2 separate regions of the Pan troglodytes genome follow, and region 1 is linked to region 2. Evidence: chromatin contacts called from public capture Hi-C data. All regions are on one chromosome and are shown on one strand. The core of a region is the stretch at or near the end of the contact, and the rest is flanking DNA. Distances in the headings are between cores, read along the strand shown. Region 1 overlaps MYO10 (myosin X). Region 2 overlaps MYO10 (myosin X).

What was found. Capture Hi-C pulls out chosen DNA fragments and counts their contacts.
Region 1: a contact with region 2 is called in a capture Hi-C map of stem cell-derived neural stem cells, with 2.9 times the contacts expected there. The contact joins two enhancer-like sites. A contact is called at or near these places in 2 of 7 Hi-C or Micro-C datasets (induced pluripotent stem cells and stem cell-derived neural progenitor cells) and 1 of 1 other capture datasets (stem cell-derived neural stem cells).

What each region holds. Positions count from the first base shown.
Region 1 is chr4:17,408,874-17,411,968 of NHGRI_mPanTro3-v2.0_pri, forward strand. It overlaps MYO10 (myosin X), which reads right to left. Exons shown (of 41, transcript XM_001175408.8): 18 at 177-285. Among named protein-coding and RNA genes, the nearest start is that of RETREG1, 140 kb to the left of the region's middle. Within about 2 kb of position 1,733, at least 2 of the 24 cell types and tissues checked have an H3K27ac peak or open chromatin away from gene starts, as enhancers often do. A contact at or near this core is called in stem cell-derived neural stem cells, where this site is marked.
Region 2 is chr4:17,340,271-17,343,218 of NHGRI_mPanTro3-v2.0_pri, forward strand. MYO10 (myosin X) reads right to left here. Exons shown (of 41, transcript XM_001175408.8): 28 at 737-832. Among named protein-coding and RNA genes, the nearest start is that of RETREG1, 74 kb to the left of the region's middle. Within about 2 kb of position 1,436, at least 6 of the 24 cell types and tissues checked have an H3K27ac peak or open chromatin away from gene starts, as enhancers often do. A contact at or near this core is called in stem cell-derived neural stem cells, where this site is marked.

The DNA of each region.
Region 1 (3,095 bases), core at 483-2,982, 69 kb after region 2:
GGTGTGAGCCAAAACTCTATTTTATTTCTAAAGCACTATCTGGTTTAAAAGCATGATATAAAAGGAAACAAAAATAAACAAATATTCTCATAGACTTCACATACACCCAAATCCTCTTTTCAATTCTTAAAAACACAGTAACGACGGATTCCTCTAAGCCAGCAGTGAAAACGAACCTTGAACTGTGAGCTGACTGTAGGCCGCCGATGTTTGCTTCCACATTTCAAGGTATCCTGGTTGTTGCGGCTTGAAACATGTTCAAAAAGATCGTAGATAAAGTCAAATCTGTGTGAGGCAAGAGCAGGAGGACAGTGAGGCACACACACCCATTATTAGGTGCAAGATTATTGTAATTAATGGTGCCCTTTCCCAATGATAATTCAAAGTAATACACCCTAGGCCTGGAAGAACTAAGACAGCTTCCAAAGATTTCAAACCAACCACTGCCAAAGAGCTTTAGGCACTGAAAACACGTGGCAGTGTCAGAGACCAGAGTCTTGCAGAGAAGGGGACTGGCATGACAGTGACAAAGGGTGGAATCCCACTTAGGAGCTCTGTGCTTTCTGGAATGCCATCTAAGCCTCTGTAGCCTCGGTCTCCTCACTTGCAAAAGTGAGTTATTAGTTTTGCCATCTTGCAGTGTTGCAAAGATTGAAGCAGTTAACGGATGGAAAGGCGCTCCTGTGGAACACTAATTACAGGGTGAGGCAGGCAATGGTTCAAATCCTGTCTCCCCACTTCCCAGCTGTGTTGCTTGGGCAAGATGTCTCATCTCTCTCTAAGCCTCAGTTTTTTCATCTGGAAAATGGAGATAATTTTTGAATTTATCCCCTAATGCCAGGTGAGAATGAAAGGAGAACATGCATGTAAAAGGCAGAAAGCATGCTACCTGGCATATCATATATATTGATATTAGCTATTATTTAAAAAGTTCTGTAAAATCCATTGCTACTATTAACAAGGTAAAAGTGAAAAGCTTCCCAATAATTTTTTTATTTTTTAGACAGAGTTTCGCTCTTTCACCCGGGCTGGAGTGCAGTGTTGCGATCTCGGCTCACTGCAACCTCTGCCTCCCGGGTTCAAGCGACTCTCCTGCTTCAGCCTTCTGAGTAGCTGGGATTATAGGCGCCTGCCATCACGCCTGGCTAATTTTTATGTTTTGTAGTAGAGACAGGGTTTCACCATGTTGGCCAGGCTGGTCTTGAACTCCTGACCTCAGGTGATCCACCCGCCTCGGCCTCCCAAAGTGTTAGGATTATAGGTGTGAGCCCCCACGCCCGCCCAGCCTTCAATAATTTTTAAATCTTCCTTGCATGGAAGGTATCATGGGCTATGGAGCTGGCGGGGTTGGTGGCTTCACTGTCACAAGGACAGTCAGGGAAGACTTCTGAGCATCTGCCTCCCCACAAGCGGCAATATTAGAGCTTTCCCTGGTCACTTCTTGCTTTGCCTCAACCTTTTTCATTTTTGTTCTCGGGTGCTCTTTAATGCTCACTCTTTTAAGTTCTCTAACTGTGCTTTGAGCTCTTTGGAGAGAAGCTTTGGTTCCATTAAAATGTCACAGATGTCAAAGGTGAAAGAGAGTGAAGCAAGCGAACAGCCCCAGCTCCTCAGTTTGCAAGGGGAAACCTGGGGTCGAGACAGGAAGTTCTTTACACCACTCACAAAACTGCTTCACGCTGGCACAGAGGCAGCTGGCGAAACTCCACCTCGCTGGTCTCCAGGCCTGCGATCTTTTCACTACGACAAACTGCCTCTACTTAACATCAGTACAGGGCTTTTATTTAAACGTATCGCATTAAACTAAGAAATTGCTTCGACAGCATGCTATGGTGTTTTTTAAACACCCATCATTTTTACAGGTCTGAAAACTCACCTAAAAATAAAATAGCTAACAATGTTGTATATAGTGAATCCTCACATAGAAGAGTTAAAATAAGTTTGGAGATCAAATGTTTCAAATTCTGAGTTTCTAGGCTGATACTACCTTATATGGGCTCCCTTTGTCCCAATTCATTTCTATCTAAGTGACAGGTGGCCATCTAGTATTTACATTTCTAAAAGTATTACAGCTTTTAAACTTTTTTGTTACTTTCCTTCCTTAGATATTAAAAATGTGTTTTTGTTACAGATTCCCACCAGATCCAACACAGGTGCTGAAAGCTTTCAGGAAAGGGTTTTTTCCCTAAACTCTTTCTCTCTTACAAAGCCTCCTAAAAATAGTACACTTCCGCCGGGCATGGTGGCTCACGCCTGTAATCCCAGCACTTTGGGAGGTCGAGGTGGGCAGATCACGAGGTCAGGAGATGGAGACCATCCTGGGTGACATGGCGAAACCCTGTCTCTACTAAAAATACAAAAAAAAAAAAAAAAAAAAAAAATTGCCAGGCATGGTGGCGGGTGCCTGTAGTCCCAGCTACTCGGGAGGCTGAGGCAGGAGAATGGCGTCAACCTGGGAGGTGGAGGTTGCAGTGAGCCGAGATTGCGCCACTGCACTCCAGTCTGGGTGACAGAACGAGACCCTGTCTCCAAAAAAAAAAAAAAAAAAAAAAAAGGACATTTCCTGGTCTAATGCATACAAATATACAAATAGCTTATCACTGCAAGTTTCTGTGTGTTTTCTTTATTGATTTAATGGTGTAAATTTATAATTCATGAACAAATAAATGAATATGTAATAAATTTATAATTATAGCTGAATTAAGGCATTTATTTTACTAACTAGAGACATAGGAGTCCTATAAAACCAAGGCTGAAATCAGCTTAACCACGCAGCTCTAAGCTCCCTGTGAAGAAAGCAGACCACACTGCTTAAGATATTAAGGTTCTCAAGCCAACCAGACCAGATCAAAACTGGACTCGATGGCTCACTGGTTACCAGTTGAGAGGTCTTGGGGAAGTCACTTAACAGCTTTAACTGCTTCAAGACTCGGTTTCCTCATCTGCATAAGAGGATTAATAACAGTATGTTACTTATACCTCTGTGGTTGGTTTATTTCAGTACCTCACTAAACGGCAGTCATTGCTTATATTATTATTATTATTTATTAATTAATTTATTTATTTATTTATTTTGAGACAGAGTTTCACTCTTG
Region 2 (2,948 bases), core at 186-2,685:
ACAGAATTGAGGTTGCACTGCATTACAAATGATATTAACCGTTCTCTGTACCCTAGTCTCTTATTCTGCAAAGTATGGATGATGGTAATAATTAATGTCTACCTTGCAGGATTCAAGAGAATCAAAAGAGTTAATATTTATGAAGCATTTAGAATACTTCCTGAAATACTTAGGTATGAAACATTTAGAATATTAGCCTGAAATATAATTGTGATTACTTTTGCACCAAGCTAATAGTAAGTTCTGTGTAAGTTAGTACCTCTTCCATTGAATTCTTCAATATTAAGATCTTTAAAACCCCCCAGTGCCATAGCACTATCAGTTACTTAAACAGCCATCAGTTACTGCTCCCTGCCCTTTTGGTCCTTATGCAAACACAAACGATTCACTTTCAAAGCTCAGAAGCTTCCAGAGGGTAGATTTTCAGCTTCATGCAGCTGTATAATTTACACACGCTACCAGTGACAGTAACAGCCTGACAGACAGATGACAATGGGTCTGTCTAGTGGCACTGGAGGCTGGAAATCCTGAACCCTGTGCTGTACTTGAACACATTTGCCCAGGGAAAGATTCCCCAAGGGACAAGTACATCAATCTCGTATGACTCTTGGTTCTTCAAAAAAAGTCAATTAAAATTTTTCAAGGCCAGTACAGTAAACAGTGCTCTGTGTGATGCTCACACCTGTGCATGAGGGAGCAGGATGTGGGTAACACGAAGTCAACAGCACAGACTCACCTGGCATCTTCTGGGGACTCTGCAATCAGGTGGAAAGTCCTATCAGCCATAATGATGTCGATCCCATTCTCCTTGGTGGTGTTATCTATGATCTCTCTGCAAAGGAGCAAAAGCAACAAACGCACATCAGGAACACCAAATTCTGAATAACTGAGGAAAGCAATTAATGAAGCCAATGACTAGAGTTGGGAACTGTCTGTTACTGAAGAAACGGTACACAGTTGGCTCTCCATATCTGCGAGTTCAGGATTTGTGGGTTCTGCACCTGTGGATTCAACCAGCAGCAGATCAAAAATAAAAATCCAATTTAAAAAATAATAATACTACAAATTAAAAAACAATACAGTGTAACTACTATTCACAATGCATTTGCATCATACTAGCTATTGTAAGTAATCTAGAGACGATTTGAAGCATGTGGGAGAATATGCATAGGTTACATGCAATGACTACATCCTTTTATAGCAGGAACTCGAGCATCTGGGGATTTTGGTGGCTGCAGTGGGGTGGGGAGTGGGGTGGTGGTTCTGGAACCCATCACCAAAAGACATGGAGGGACCTGCAATGGTTTTCCTTTCAGCAATGATGAAGATACCCTCTAGAGGGAGCCAGTCTCATCTCTGCTGCCCAGGGAGGAGGCTGCTGGTGTGGCCAGGGATAGCAGGGTTCCCCTGACTTCTCTAGGGTAGAGGCTCTCTCCCCTCACACTGGTCCGCCCAATGCCCACCCCTGCTCAGGACCCAGACAGGCCTGGGGCAGCAGCCCCTACTCCTGCCTGCAACTTCCTTTGGATCCTTTCTCAAATCTACAAAAGCCAACCTTGGCCTGGTGTGAGCTCTTTCCCTAATTCATCACAGCTCTCTCCCAGCTTAAGGCCAGGGCATCTGCGTCTGAATTCTGCTTGAGATGTGCACATTATTTCCATCAGGGGTGCTGGCAGTGAGGCGCAGGATTTGGGTGTGTCTGGTCTCAATACCGTCTTGATCTCATCTGCAACCCTCCCTAAACAACACTAGAGAAATAAAATTGGTGAACCAAGTTAACAAAATCAGGGTAAAACAGCAGCAGATGTTAAGATCGGACCAGAGATAGTAATACGTTTGATGAAGAAGGGTTTGGGGCATAAAGCCAGCTTGCTCTGATAACTAAAGAAGTGCAAATGTTCGGCCGGGCGTGGTGGCTCACGCCTGTAATCCCAGCACTTTGGGAGGCTGAGGCGGGCGGATCACAAGGTCAGGAGATCGAGACCATCCTGGCTAACACGGTGAAACCCCATCTCTACTAAAAATACAAAAAATTAGCTGGGCGAGGTGGCGGGTGCCTGTACTTCCAGCTACTCGGGAGGATGAGGCAGGAGAATGGCGTGAACCCAGGAGGTGGAGCTTGCAGTGAGCTGAGATCACGCCACTGCACTCCAACCTGGGCGAAAGAGTGAGACTCCGTCTCAAAAAAAAAAAAAAAAAAGTACAAATGTTCACAATAAAACATGTATTTTACAGCAACAAAACTAAAATAGTCTGGTTAGAAAATAAGTATTGTCTGACCTCATAACTAGAATGACTGAGATGAAATATTAAAAAAAAAATCAAGATCAGGGCCGGGCGTGGCGGCTCACGCCTATAATCCCAGCACTTTGGGAGGATGAGGCAGGCGGATCACTTCAGGTCAGGAGTTTGAGACCAGCCTGGCCAACATGGTGAAATCCCGTCTCTACTAAAAATACAAAAATTAGCCAAGCATGGTAGTGCACACCTGTAGTCCCAGCTACTCGGGAGGCTGAGGCAGGAGAATCGCTTGAACCCTGGAGGCAGAGTGCCACTGCACTCCAGCCTCAGTGACAGAGCGAGACTCTGTCTCAAAAAAAAAAAAAAAATCAAGATCAGAACTACTGCTGACATCACAAGAGGACAACCAGCTACTCTAAGCCTTCTCAACAGAAATCAATACCAACACAAGTGAAGCACTCTTAAACAGAAAGAAAACCTGAACTCGATCACTCTCTAGGTCTAATGACCAATTCACAAGAAATAAATGAGAAAGAGAAACACGTTCAAACACGTGCCCATATAGGGTTGGTGAAATCTAGAAACCATGGGATAAGCGAGCTAACATGTTCCATGACAAACAGCAAGTGAAAGAAAGGCAGAGGGGGCATCTATACACTAAAAGAGACTTGAGTGATCTAAAAACCAGTGACAACATCTAGACCTCA